Regions from separate parts of the Mus musculus genome. Here region 2 is linked to region 1. A link is a contact called in public promoter capture Hi-C data. All regions are on one chromosome and are shown on one strand. The core of a region is the stretch at or near the end of the contact, and the rest is flanking DNA. Distances in the headings are between cores, read along the strand shown.

What was found. Capture Hi-C pulls out chosen DNA fragments and counts their contacts.
Region 2: a contact with region 1 is called in a promoter capture Hi-C map of adipose tissue. The contact joins two enhancer-like sites. A contact is called at or near these places in 1 of 39 promoter capture datasets (second pharyngeal arch cranial neural crest), 2 of 15 datasets of contacts at CTCF or cohesin (the G1E-ER4 cell line and pro-B cells), 31 of 484 Hi-C or Micro-C datasets (3T3-L1-derived adipocytes, the 63-12 cell line, B cells and 25 more), 1 of 115 datasets of contacts at active chromatin or transcription factors (bone marrow-derived dendritic cells) and 3 of 9 other capture datasets (adipose tissue, liver and pancreatic islet).

The regions. Positions count from the first base shown.
Region 1 is chr1:155,303,709-155,311,405 of GRCm38.p6, forward strand. Xpr1 (xenotropic and polytropic retrovirus receptor 1) reads right to left here. Exons shown (of 15, transcript NM_011273.2): 10 at 5,243-5,414; 11 at 3,914-4,108. Among named protein-coding and RNA genes, the nearest start is that of BC034090, 63 kb to the left of the region's middle. Within about 2 kb of position 5,598, at least 2 of the 459 cell types and tissues checked have an H3K27ac peak or open chromatin away from gene starts, as enhancers often do.
Region 2 is chr1:155,395,729-155,403,027 of GRCm38.p6, forward strand. All of the region lies in intron 1 of Xpr1 (xenotropic and polytropic retrovirus receptor 1), which reads right to left. Among named protein-coding and RNA genes, the nearest start is that of Xpr1, 18 kb to the right of the region's middle. Within about 2 kb of position 2,908, at least 6 of the 459 cell types and tissues checked have an H3K27ac peak or open chromatin away from gene starts, as enhancers often do.

The DNA.
Region 1 (7,697 bases), core at 4,348-6,847:
TCTTTTGCAACAGCACACACACTCAATAGAAAAGTATCTACATAATTAGTCATTTTGACTTCATTCTTTTGACTCAGTTATTATTTCTAAAGTCTTTGTTTTTTTAAGACACTGTTCAAGAAAATAACGTAACTTAAGGCTGAGGCAATGGCCCAATTGGTAGAATGTTTGCCTAGCATGCATGAAGCCCTGAGTCTGATGCCCATCACCACATAAAACTGGGTGCTGTTACACATCCATGTAATAATCCCAGCACCCAAGAAGGAAAACAGAGAAAAGAGGATCCGAACTTCAAAGTCATGCTTGCTACCTAATGAGTTTGAAGCTAGCCGGACCTATGTGTGGCCCGGCCCTGTCTTTTGTTAATTTTTATGTAAAACCTTGTCTCCCGTCCCCCCCCCCCCCTGTCCCCTCCCTCTTCAAGACAGGGCTTTTCTGTGTAACCCTTGCTATTCTGGAACTCACTCTATAGACAAGGGTTGCCTTAAACTCAAAGATCTACCTTCCTCTGCTGGGATTAAAGGCATGCACTGATATCACCTGACATGAGACCGTATCTTGAAGGAAGGAAGGAAGGAAGGAAGGAAGGAAGGAAGGAAGGAAGGAAGGAAGGAAGGAAGGAAGGAAGGAAGGAAGGAAGGAAGGAAGGAAGGAAGGAAGGAAGGAAGGAAGGAAGGAAAAAAATGAAACCTGGTCACAATTCAAATGTTAAAAATTTTGTCATTCCAAGTTCTAGGCTTTTTGGTAAAAAACTTATTGATGTATTCAATATGCAGCAATCATAAAATATTTTTAAAACTTTAGGAATATGACCAACATAAACAATAAATGGTCTCTCCATTTTCCTCTCCATGCCATTCATGTAGCACACCTATAGAGTCTATACTGTGATTTCAGGAGCAAGTCTTAAAATAAATTCTGTGAAGTAAATAGACATAGGTATTATTATCTCCACTTTAAAGATATGGCTATGTGTGAGACAAAAACAGTCATGACAAATGGGGCCAAGGCAAACAGAAGTAGGAAACAGGATTGCTTCTCCTTCACATTGCAAGGTGAGGCTGGCATGAGCCCCATGGCAAAGTGACTGCTTGGCACACCACACTCAGGCCCTGAGCACAATCCTGGTATCACAAAAAAGAAATAAAGAGACAAGCAGAGCAGCTCACACCTGTATTCCCAGAACATGGGCAGTGGAGGCAGAAGGACCAGACGTTCATGGTCATCCTCAGCTACACGTCATCTGGACATCAGCCTTCATCTGGGGCCTATCAGGCTATGTGAGAGACTTCTGCTGGGGGCTTTTCTGATACACTGCTTATACAAAGTAGTACTCTATTTTGAAGCCTTTCAAACCTCCATAAAATTTACCAATCTAACCATTCCTTAGTATCTATAGCTAAACAAAGCCCAATAATTTTAAGACAGATATGGGGAAAATTCTCTTAGCACCTTGTAGTGAAAGGATATAATCTGACATCTTTTTTGTTGTTTTTGAGAAAAGAATATAATTTACAGTTTACATATATATGTAGCAGATAAGTCATCAATGTATCAAATATGTCAATGTAAAACTACACATTAAACTATAGTTAAATAGGATATATATATATATTTTTCCCCCCTAGTACAGAACTGCTTCATTTAAAGATAAATTGATAAATTATGTTGGGTCAAACCTCTGTTCGCATTCCCCAACTCCTTGTGATACTGAGGACAGAACATCCATTTCCACATACGCCAACTGTGCAAATGCAGAGGTCAGAAAACAACCTGAAGCAGGCAGTTCTCTCCGTCCACCATGGGTACTCAGGGCCTGAACTCAGGCTGTCAGGCTTGGCTGCAGGTGCCTTTACCTGTGAAGCCATTTTGCTGGCCCATCCCAGCCTTCTTTGTACTTTTTCTTACACTGTGCTGAGGTCTGAACACAAGAACTTCATGCATAATAATAGGTAAGCTACATTCCCCATTATACTTATTTTGAGACAGGGTCTTGCTAGGCTGGTCTGAGGCTGCACGTCATGGCTGAGCCTCTTGACTGTATGTAGTGAGAACACCTGGACCAGATTACTTACACTGTCCCTTTAAAGCCACTCGCTGTCCACTCCTGTATCTGAACAACTCTGTGGCTACGGAAATCTGTCAAATGTGTTCTTTGAGTGTTTTCCCCAGTCATTCTCTACGTTATTTTTTGAGACAGGGTCTCTGATTTAACCTAGAGCTCAATGACATGATTAGTATGACTGGCAAGCAAGTCACAATGTCCATCTCCCCAGAGCTGGGATTATAGGTGCTTGCTGCCATGCACAGCCTTTACATAGGTGTTGGGGACCAAATTCACATACTCAAGTTTGTGCAGCAAGCATTTTACTGAGTTATCGCTATAGCCCTAAAATGTATGCTTAGCAGAACACTAACCTTACCAATCTAAAAGCTAAAAATTTTATCAGACATCCCAGACCTCTACAGAGTTTCCCTTGGGTTTGCCGTGGCCTGCTTACTTGTAGTCACCATCAATGTGTTCAGTAAATACCTTCATTTATGATTTTCTTTGTTCTGTAACTAATAAAATCTAACGTAACCACTTCCAATGGTTACAACCTGAATCTGTGCTCCCAGGTTACCGTTACTTATGTTTGCCTCAAGAATAAACTATCTCTTATTTCCTGAAGTGAGTACTGTATTTGTGTCAACAGCACCAACAGCCTGGGCAACTTTCAGCTTCTTAATGAATATATTACTAGTATAATATATTCAAGTAGCCATTTTTACCTAAGATGGGAGGCAGGTGTGTCTCTGATAATTTAGCAAAAGGAGCCACATAGCATCTTGCACCAAATTAATTGTCAAATTTACAAATTCTCTAATAACTTTATAAATCACAGTGCATGCTGGTACTGACTACTGGCATTCCCTAGCAAGAACTAAAATTATAGGAGCTGTGGGGATGCTTCCTTCACTGAGGTACTCAATCACATCCTATCACTTAGCAAGAATGGTGACCTGGTGGCAAAATTATTGGCTACATTTATCAATACTATTCTAAGCACAGAATCTATGTCCTAGTGTATACGCTCAGAGGCACCAATCTCATGGTGCTGTGTCCTCGTCTGTCATGACATCAGATACAAGTTAGAGCAACAGTAGTTTTGTACCTCTGAATAAATCTCCCAATACAGCCTCACAAAAAAGGTTACTGAGAACGATTTACCTGAGTATTTAAAAAGCACTCTACTCATCTGCATTAGTCACATCTCTTTGCACTGTTCAAGGTGTGGGCTGACGCTGTCTATTCAGCAGACAAAGAAGGAAAGCATTTTAATACAAGGAAGGGAAATCACTGATTGACAGTTCTTGGGGAAAGGTTAAAAATTCAAAAGGAGTGTTCAGCATGTGGCTCTGAACTTAAAAGCTTTTTTTCTCTTCCCAACAGAAGAGCAGTAGCAAGTAATAGCAGGTTGCCATGGAGACGAGAAACTAGAGGGATCAGAGAACTCAATTTGCAGTTAAATGGGCTGGAAACAATCCTTACTAGTTGGTGAAAGAAAATGATTAAAAATATACTTGATTGCCAGAGGGATTCTTGTGCACCTAGCCATCTCTTAACCTCATTAATGAACAAGGAAATCTCAAAAATACCTTCTAAACCAGTAAATGAAAACCCAAGGCATCCATAGGTTAAAGCCATTGAGCATCAGTCAGGATTCAAACAACATCACAATTCTTACCCAACTGACTGCAAGTCTTGTTCATGATATTTGCTAATATCCATTGAAATGAGATTAAAACTGTGTTCAAGGCTAAACTGAGATAACCAGGGTCTGGCGCCTCAGCAGAACCAGCAGCAGGGATGGCAAAGTCCAGGAAAGCAGATTTGAGAAGTAAGAGCTAAGATGTCAAAAGCTCAGCATACCTTCGTGAGTGCTGTAAAGGGCTGCAAATGTCACGGTGAAGAAAGTTGTGGAGTATTTGCCAGCATTTACTAGATGAGGAAAAGCCCTCCTCGTGTCACGGTACCGGCGCAGGCACTGGATGAAGCGAAGCCAAGCTGGAATACATTGAACAATGGCTCGCACACCATATGAATATTTGTGGCAAAATTCTGGTTCTGTGAAGATTTCAAAGAAGAAGGAAAAAAAATTACAGTTCAAAAAGATGAATTGTTCACATCCTTTAGTCACACAGTACAACTCCCCATCAGTGTGTGCATAAGACCCCAGCCTGTGGGTTCACAGTCACTTTCTCCTGTGCAGGTGCCATTTGTTCACGGTCTTTAGTGGCTGATAAGCCAAGGCGACCACCGGGAAAATATGTTCTTTGAGATTTCTGAGTATCCTAGAATCGAAAGTTTTTTATTTTTTGTTTCAAGTGTAATAAAGCTATAGGAAAAGTGTCTAAGAATAAAAGGAAGAAAAACACGTGCTTTGTTCTATGACTTTAAACATATGGAAAACCTAAAAACATCACAGGTACCATGACAGTTTTATAAGTGGCAAGCTACTATAAAACAGACCCCGAGTACATCTTCTGTGGCCTCCCTTCTAATTAAGAACAAGCCTGTGCTTCATTATTGGTTTTTATTGCTGCTTTGGAGTGGTTGTAGTTTTTGAGACAGGATTTCATTATGCATCCCAGGCTGTCCAGGGACTATTCTATGGTTTCAGCCTCCTCAATGGTGGGACTACAGAGGCTTGGTAGGCTGCCACACCCAATGTATCATAATCTTTTGTGAGAATATGCTATAGAACTGTCTATATTAGACCTGTTATGAATGCTAACTACAGAAATTGGCATTACCCAAGCCTGGGTAAAGAGCTAGAAGGTCAAGACTTCTGAATTGACCAGGATGTTCTCAAGGCACTTGACCTGATTCTAAGCAATCAGTACTTAGATCACTGACACCTACAATGGCATCTTGAGCATTTCTGTGAGGACAAATTGCTGGCACTCTAGGATTTGTGATATAGCTACCAACACATATGAACGTTGAGAGATAACTGCAGAATTCTTTAAGTGTAAGTTGTAAATTTCTTGGCAAATGGTTGACTAAAACCCTAACACAACTTAAAAGCCAAATGATTTCAATAAGGAGATTGCTAGCAGAGTGCCAAGCACATTTAATTACATGTGTAATGCTATTGGATGAGTTTTCATCATGACCTTAACTGTTGCAGTTATCATTCCCAATAGTTCTTGGTTTATGCTGGCAATCCAGCAGTGTGAATACAAAATCATACTCTACCTTGTGGATCATTTGGCAACAGGCCCTTACTCTCATCCCATTTAAGCTCAAAACTGTAGAAGCAGATCATATATTCCAGGTCCATGAGAATCACTGACAGGCTGTTCAGCTGATCGGCCAGCCAGAAATCAGCAAAGCCTACCTTATGGAAGGGAGCAGTAAATACTCGAAACTGAGAAAAAGAAAGGAAAAAAAAATGAGAAAACACAGAAACAGTTCTCCAGTTCAAGGCTGACTGACCATTCAGAGTGACTGCTGATGAAAAGGAAACCAATAAATCACAGACACACACAAAGCCCAGACAATGAGGTTAGGTCAAGTAGGAAAGTAGGAAAGAGTTGAGTGAAAAGGTAAACAGTGCTCGTGGTGAGTATGGGGTTGTTGGCAGGTAAAAAACAGAAAGCAAGAGGAGGGAGAATATACTAGGCATAGTGGTTCATTGCCGTAAGCCGGCATTTAGAAAGCTGAGGCAGGACTGCAACAAGCTTGAGGCTAGCCTGAGCTACAGAGTAAGACCCTGTCAAGAAGAAGCTGATGGCAGCACAGAAAGGCAACCTGGTGTTATGCTACAAAGCATTTCCTGGATAGGAGACATTCTTTGCCTAGAAAAGACAGGAAGGGCCAGACAGTGGTAGCGCACACCTTTAATCCCAACACTAGGGAGGCAGGGGCAAGCAGATCTTCGAGTTTGAGGCCAGCCTGGTATACAGTTAGTTCTAGAACCAAGGCTGCACAGAAAAACCCTGTCTCAAAAAAACCAGGTGTGTGTGTGTGTGTGTGTGTGTGTGTGTGTGTGTGTGTGTGTGTGTGTGTGTGTGAACAGGCAGAGAAGGTGATTACATCATCTGAGGCATGTCACATTCTCTAACCTAAATGACATTCTTACAGCATTGGGTTTCGAACCCAGGACTTTGTGCATATAAGGCAAGCACTCTACCACTTAATTGCACCCTAGCCTATGTAATATTGATTTCACTAATGTGATGGCAATGACTATGTTCACCTTGTAATTTCCACAAAAATCACCTCTCTGACCACTATTCTGAAAATAATGATAAATCTATTAAGCAAACTTACTGAACACTAACTCATGTAATATATTCTCTTAGGGTTTATGGAATAGTATAGCTCAATTTTTATAACAATTCTTTTCTTAAGGGGAGTAGGTTGAGACAGACCTCACTATGTAGCCCAGGCTGGCCTCTAACTTGAAATTCTCCTGCCTTTACTCACGAAGTGCTAGGATCATAGGTATGTAGCAGCATGCTTAACCTTCTCTCATAGCAGTTCCAAAGCTAGGTCCTTTGTTATTCCCATTAACACAAACTCATCTTGACATGTTCTGTATAAACCTGTTATAATTGCAAAGGAAATCCTGGCACTGCAGAGCAGGATCAGACACTAGTGCAATCCACCAGGGATAAACTCAAGTTGTTCAAAGGACCCGGACAATCCTGCACGAAGGAGTATGGATAAAGATAGCTTTTATCTTTATCCTCTTAGATTCCCTTGTTTTATTATACAAAAGAAAATGTATAAGATAATAATAAAGTATTCCTCTGACACAGTAGTAATTTTGAAAATGCGTTAAAATTCCTAGCTCTCTGGATGTATAGCTGTATTCATTTAGTAGACACATTCAACCTGGGAATCTATGGCAACCCTCCTCTCAGATGTGGCTGGCTCTTTCTACTCATTCTATAAGCATTTCTCTCAGAGACACATGACTATATAGTACGAATCATCCTGGCTGTCATCTATAACAGATACTGTATTGAAGCTAGATTTGGAAACAATAATAACAAGTTTTGAAATACTGGTCTCTGAGACTGATATCTTTTGGTTCCATGATCTTCTGGAACTGGAATTATAGGCAGTTTTGAACTACCATTTGAGTGCTGAGAATCAAACCTGAGACTTCTGGAAGGCAGCCTGTGCTCTTAACCACTGAGCCATCTCTCCAGCCCCTTAAGTTCATGTGCATGTACATACAATTTTATTATACTACTAAAGAAAATATTGGTTAAAAACTGATCTATAGCCAGGTGGTAGTGGCACATGCCTTTAGTCCCAGGACTTGGGAGGCGGAGGCAGACAGATTTAGGTGCTTTCAAGACTAGCCTTTTTTGCAGATGGGGTTCCAGGACAGGACAAACAGGGCCACACCTAGATACCCTGCCTTGAAAACAACAACAATAAGAAAACAAAACAAACTGATCTCTAAATGATATTACTAAGGACTCCATGTTAAATCTTTAGTTAGCTACTAAAAGAACACGGTAATGTTACTATTGGAAAATCTGGGGCTTTACTTGTGCCTCCTAATTGGATTTCTAGTTGAGCAAATACAGAGACAGGAAAGAGGACAAAACCCCACTGAGTATAAATAGAGCACACTAGATCAGACATACCAACATTGCAGAGAGTTAGGACTTACAGTGCTTAGGCTTCTTTT
Region 2 (7,299 bases), core at 1,658-4,157, 89 kb after region 1:
TCTGCCTCCTGAGTGCTGGGCCTAAAGGCATTTGCCACCACTGTCCTGACAAAAATCAATGTATTTTCTTTTTTTTTTAAAGATTTTTTTCCATTTTTTATTAGGTATTTAGCTCATTTACATTTCCAATGCTATACCAAAAGTCCCCCATACCCACCCACCCCCACTCCCCTACCCACCCACTCCTCCTTTTTGGCCCTGGCGTTCCCCTGTACTGGGGCATATAAAGTTTGTGTGTCCAGTGGGCCTCTCTTTCCAGTGATGGCCGCCTAGGCCATCTTTTGATACATATGCAGCTAGAGTCAAGAGCTCCGGGGTACTGGTTAGTTCATAATGTTGTTCCACCTATAGGGTTGCAGATCCCTTTAGCTCCTTGGGTACTTTCTCTAGCTCCTCCATTGGGAGCCCTGTGATCCATCCATTAGCTGACTGTGAGCATCCACTTCTGTGTTTGCTAGGCCCCGGCATAGTCTCACAAGAGACAGCTACATCTGGGTCCTTTCAGCAAAATCTTGCTAGTATATGCAATGGTGTCAGCGTTTGGATGCTGATTATGGGGTGGATCCCTGGATATGGCAGTCTCTACATGGTCCATCCTTAAAGATTTATTTATTTATTATATGTAAAGTACACTGTAGCTGTCCTTAGACACTCCAGAAGAGGGTGTCAGATCTCGTTACAGATGGTTGTGAGCCACCATGTGGTTGCTGGGATTTGAACTCTGGACCTTCGGAAGAGCAGTCAGGTACTCTTATCAACTGAGCCATCTCACCAGCCCCCAATCAATGTATTTTCTAACATCACCCTATTAAGAACCAGATTTTTTGCTCCAGAGGCAGAATCTGGTAGATCCCTGTAAGTTCCAAGCCCACAGTAAGCTCTAAGCCAGCCAAGGCTACATGGTAAGACCATCTTTGAAATTTAAAAAAAAAAAATTAAATTTTAAAGGCCCTTAGTACAATGCATTCAAATCATATAGAAAATATTTTTGGTCCTTTCTAAGAAATATCAATAGTAGAACACTTTGAGACATTCATCTTTCAAAGCATAAGCTTAAAGATATATGCATAGACCATGTAATTATATGTGCCAATTCTTCTGTTTATTGGTAGTTTTGTTACCCACTATTATAAAAATATTAGAAAAATGGAAAAGATCAAAAACCTAGTGCTAAACACTGGCTCACTGAGTAAGAAAAACAAAAAGTTCTCTAAACTAATCCCCAAAGACAAACGCAATGTTCCCTCCATTGCTGGCTACCTTCAGCCTCCTTTACTCTTCTAAATCGCTCTTCCTCACTGTGTCAGAGCTCGCTGACACTTAGTCATTTTAAAAGAAGTTTAAAGCTTCCATGTGAAATAAGATTAACAATCTTGCTCCTCTTCCTCCTCCTTCTCTTCCTCCTCTTCCTCTTCCTCCTCCTCTCCCCTCTCTCCTTCCCCCCCCCTCCGTCTCTCTCCCCTCTTCCTCCTCATCACTTCTGACTTTGGAGCTGGAGACTGAACCCAGGCCCCTGCCCATGTCAGTCACACACTCACATATCCACTGTCAAAAAATCCAGTGATCAATTCTTTGTTCACTTTTCCCTTCAACATACTGTACTAAATTTTGTCAAACAAACCAAGTGTTTGTGGAAGTCTTGATACTAATTTGGAGCAAATTACTAACTAATTTACATTTAACTAATACTAAATGGGGGAAAAAAGTTACTTGTACCATAAATCCTGAAAGGCACCACCACTCTCTATTTCGGGGGTTGGAGGCGCACTGGGAACTGAACCTAGAGGCCTATTGTTAGATACATGTTCTACCTGCTATGATTCCCAACCCCAAAAGTGCTTTTATGGCTCTCCTAGCCACTCCAAGTAACAGTTCTAATCTAGGTAATGGAGTGACTCTAAGTTAACAGAGAGGGAGCACATAATTCCGGTTATATGGAATGTTGACTCCATATATCTATCTCCTTTCCCTCTCAAAGCTTAATGACAATGTAGGGATTACTTTAAGTATAAGCAGTAAGAAAAAAGGAATGGGGAGGGCGATAGCAGACAGCAGGTTCAGCACATCTGCCAAATCCAGAGCACAGGTAGAGGAGTGTGACTTTACCACACACCATGGAAAACTTGAAATACCTTCAGAGTAGGATTCCAGCAAGAAGCAAGCCAATGGAAGTCTATAAACCCAGAACAGGCCAAGAACTGGAAGTACCATGTGGTTGAGAAGGCCAGTTAAAGAAGAGGCTAAATATAGGATTGGTTGAATAAAGTAGTTAACAGGTCTACTCCTGGCTACCACAATACTTTCCACCAACATCATTTAGACCAAGAAACAGAATTAAAGGAGAGAAGAAGGATTAGGATACTGACTCCAGACCAAGCAGAGGACAAAGATGACCAGCATAGACTAGAATAGATAATCAAGTCTATTCACTACCTGGCAGGATTCCAAGTTGGTTTCTTCCCACTAACTCTCTCACAACAAGTGTTATGAACACGCCAACTAAGAAAATATAAGTGCAGGGGCTGGGAACAGGTTCAGTAAGAAAAAGTGCTTGCTGGGCAAAGCATGAAGACCTGAGTTCAAATTCCCAGGGCCTCTGTGAATAGTGAGAGGTAGCAACACGCACAGGTCCCCAAAGCTGCAGGGGACAGGATCAAGGGGATCCCTGGGGTTTGCATGCTGCCAACACAGCTCCAGGTTCAGAGACAGACCCTGTGTCTCACAGGATAAAGTAGAGAGTGACAGAGCAGGACACTGATGTCCTCTGACCTCTGAGCATGTGCAGGTACAAGTACCAGAGAACACAACTGGAGGAAAACTACAACATTGCCCTGGACTCTTTGTCCAGTACGCATTATTTAAACAATGGCATGTGAATATGATGATGATTATGTAACAGCCTCAACAGAGCTCATTTACATACACACTCAAGAGCGACCTCAAGCTCTTACTATTTTATTTTAGATAAAGAACCCTCCTGTGAGTTTGCTTTAAGGTAGTTATCCATCTTTAATTTTTTAATCAAAGTAGAGAGGCCATCAACCTTGTACTAGAAAATGCTATTCTAGGTTAGTTTCACTAACAAGGGAGTTATTCTTCCTATACGCCCACAGGAATTGTGAGAAACACAATAAATTTTTCAGGAACCCAGTAAATGAGACTTTAGAACATTTACAACATTAGAAACTAAGTCTTCCCTAATAAATATGCTAACTGTAAAACTACTCACAATGAAATAACAAATGTATAAACCTTGTTATTGTAAATTTTCTTAAGTAAAAAGAACAGATGTAATTAGTGTAATAATAAGAATAATCTCAAAAAGTTGTTTTTTGTGTGGTTTTGTCCTGTTTTTTAATCATAAGATGTGGTCTTAAAGCCAGAAATTCTACTTTCCATAGATTTAGGAGGGTGTAGATACTGGCACTTCTACAGTTTTAAAATTGCACTCATTATTTAATTTTTTTTTTGAAGCTCAAGAACAATTTTACTAGAATTTAAAAGAAAAATACTCGGGCTAGAGAGATGGCTCAGCAATTAAGAGCACTGATTGCTCTTCCAAAGGTCCTTAGTTCGAATCCCAGAATGGTGGCTCATAACCATCTGTAATGGGATCTGATGGCTGCTTCTGATATGTCTGAAGGTAGTGACAGTGTACATAAAATAAATAAATAATTCTCTAAAAGAAAGAAAGGAAAACCATGCAGGAGCAGACAAGTTACACATCTAAGCAGCTGCCCAGAGGAGTAAGATGGGGGAGAGACGAATAAGAGTCCTGCACTCACCATGGCGCCACATGGAGTAAGAGCATGTGAGAAGGCCATGTTAGGTTCTGCCAGCTGCTAAAGATAGAGACAAAACACAAGGCAAAGCAAAGTTACACCTTCCCGAGCCAAAACTCAGAACTTCATGCTGGTTTGATTTGGCTTAGAGGGACAGAATGTGTGTGTGTGTGTGTGTGTGTGTGTGTGTGTGCGTGCGTGCGTGCACAAATGCCACAGTGTGCCAGCAGAGGACAGAGACAATTTCCAAAAGTCAGTTCTCTCCTTTCGCTCTGTGGGTTGCAGGTATGAAACTCTGGTGCTCAGGCTTCTCAGCAGGGCCCTTTGCAGGCACCCACAGTTCTGCTTGATAAGCAGCCTGAGTGACTATAGCAAAGAGTCATCAGACCAGTCTTTGAGAAACAATCTTCAACAGTTCCAAAATGAAACCTTGATTCAACAAGCCTACCAACACTGGCATCTGCCACCATGGATGCTGGTAAACCCAGATTCAAGGACAAAATAAAGGTGCACCAGTAGTAGTAAAAGGAATCTAAATTGGGATACTTTGCCCTTGTCATGGCCAGGAATAATAAAAGTTTTAGAGCTTTGTAGTAGCCACTAGCCACATGTTACTATTAAATTTTTAATTAGCTAAAATTAAATATTCAGTTCCGCAGTGTCATAAACCACATCTCAAAGACTCATCAGTCACATGTGACTTTGGCCCTATACTGGACGACACAGATACAGAACATTTCCTGCATCACTGAAAGTGCCCCTGCCAGTGCTGCACTGCAGTTGCCAATCAAGATGAGTGCCAACGCTATTTTCCTTAGAACCAAATAACATCCCTCTAGTGATAAAAGCTGTAGCGCCAAGTGTCTGCCCTAGCTCAATAAAAAAATAATACATTGGGAAGAAAAGCCCCTTGGTCTTGCAAACATTATATGCCCCAGTACAGGGGAACACCAGGGCCAAGAAGTGGGAGTGGGAGTGGGTGGGTAAGGGAGCGAGGCGGGGGGCGGGGGGGGTGTATAAGGGACTTTCCGGATAGTATTTGAAATGTAAATGAAGAAAATATATAATAAAAAATTGAAAAAAATAATTAGCACTGACTACAATAATATACAGACCAGGTGTTTTACATACAGTATCACAATTACTGAAAATGGCATTTACACCATTCTAGTGTAGAATCCTAAGATTCAGAAAAGGTTTATAACTATCAAATAACAAAGCCAGACTTTAAATGTCTTAAAATCCAACTAGGCTGAGGCTGGAGATGTAGTTCAGTGACAGAATGCCTGTACAGCATCCACAAGGCCCTGAGTTCAAATCCTAGTTCTGGAAAAAACAAAGCTATGAACAAAACATTCATATACTAGGATAGGAATTCACACTATCTTTTTAAAATAATCTTTAAAATGTATGTGTGTATGAGTGCATGCATATACATAACACAGCACATGTGTGGAGGTCAGAGGACAACCCATGGGAGTTGGTTCTATCCTTCTACCATATGATTCAGATCATCTTTGGACTGGTAGTAGATGCCTTTACCTTCCGAGCCATTTCTCCAGCCCAATACTAACATTAACTTTAAAAGAAGAGAAGGGGAGGGGAGGGGAGGGGAGGGGAGGGGAGGGGAGGGGAGGGGGAGGGGAGGGGAGAGGGAGAGGGAGAGGGAGAGGGAGAGGGAGAGGGAGAGGGAGAGGGAGAGGGAGAGGGAGAGGGAGAGGGAGAGGGAGAGGGAGAGGGAGAGGGAGAGGGAGAGGGAGAGGGAGAGGGAGAGGGAGAGAAGAGAAGAGAAGAGAAGAGAAGAGAAGAGAAGAGAAGAGAAGAGAAGAGAAGAGAAGAGAAGAGAAGAGAAGAGAAGAGAAGAGAAGAGAAAAAAATAGAATAGGGGAGAGACCAGCAATAAAAGTAAAGGTGAAGGATGGCTCAGCGGTTAAGAGCACTGACTGCTCTTCCGAAGGTCCTGAGTTCAAATCCCAGCAACCACATGGTAGCTCGCAACCATCCGTAATGAGATCTGACGCCCTCTTCTGGTGTGTCTGAAGACAGCTACAGTGTACTTACATATAACAATAGAGAAATCTTTAAAAAAAAAAAAGTGAAGGTGAAAGGGCATCTCAACAGTAACCATGGCAGCACATCCAAGCATATTTCAGTAAAAAGATATCAGACTCACCCAAACAGCACAAAACTTTGGCCTTGCAGAATGAAATGAGTGCACCATAACTCTAGCTCTCTAATGACATGCTCAGCCAGTCTCATAATTTACCTCCTCTCATCAGACTGGTGGAGAGAACCGAGAGCAGAATGATGGCCAGGGAGGCCTAGTCTCGCCTACAGAGTGAGTGCTTGAGTGCATTCCCCACGGTAAGGAGTAATTCCGCACACGAGTATTTACACATTATCACTCCTTTGTGAGCTTACAATATTCAGTCAACCACTTAATTGTATACCATTGGTCAAGCCCCATCAACCTAGGGTCAGTGAAAAGACCAAATTCAGACAGAACTTGGAGCCCACTGCATTCACCAAAGTAAAGGCATTCTGTGAAGCTTCTTGGCAACTAGTGAAGTAGTGTTCCCAAGCAAGGCGCTGACCTCAAATGACACCTTTTTTCAAATTCTAGCGGCATTTATTATCCCTGCAGCAAATGCCCTGAGAGTCCTAACTACCAAGTTTCTCACATTCCATTCCTCCTCTTCCACCCTTTTCTCAGTCAGCAGACCCAGTGCACAAGAAACCCACCACAGGCCTAGTAGAACTGAATTTGAAGGAGAGAAAGGGGATGGAGTACATGGAATGGGGTTCAGGGAGGAAAGAGAAGGGGGAATGACATATTTATAATCTCAAAAGATTACGTTAAATAAAAATAGAATCTGGACTAGACAAATGAGCTCATAATCTTGATTCATCCTAAACTACCTGTGTGACCTTGGACAACTACTAAAGGACGACTTTCTCCTTAAAAAATAAGATACACATCTATATGTCAATAGGCCTGCTGTAAAGATCACACATAAAGAGTACTTAAATATGACAGAGTGAGCTAGATGCTAGATGGACAATATCTACTATCTGCTTGACATACAGAATGCACCTGATAAATGTTACATTGTAACATCAAATCGAAAAGCCACTAATGACAGCACTGTCTTATCTACTAACACTGAAACACTATATACCAACTGAAAAAACTATATAGCATTAATTTTAACACACCCCAATTTCATTTAAAACATGGACTATAAATAAAACTGATTAAATAAAACGTTGGTTCAAGCCTTTATAATTTTTTACTAAACTATTTGATAATAGTTTTCCTGGTTTTGACCATAATCTACCTAAAGCATCATTTAAGATACAAATAACACACACATCACTTTGTGTCATCTCTTTAAGCTCTTTTATGGATCAAGAAAAGTAATACATACCCATGATCATAGATAGCATTTAGGAGGCTGAAGTAAGAGGATGGCAACTCTAGGCTACACTCTGAGATTCTGTCAATACACAAAGAAGT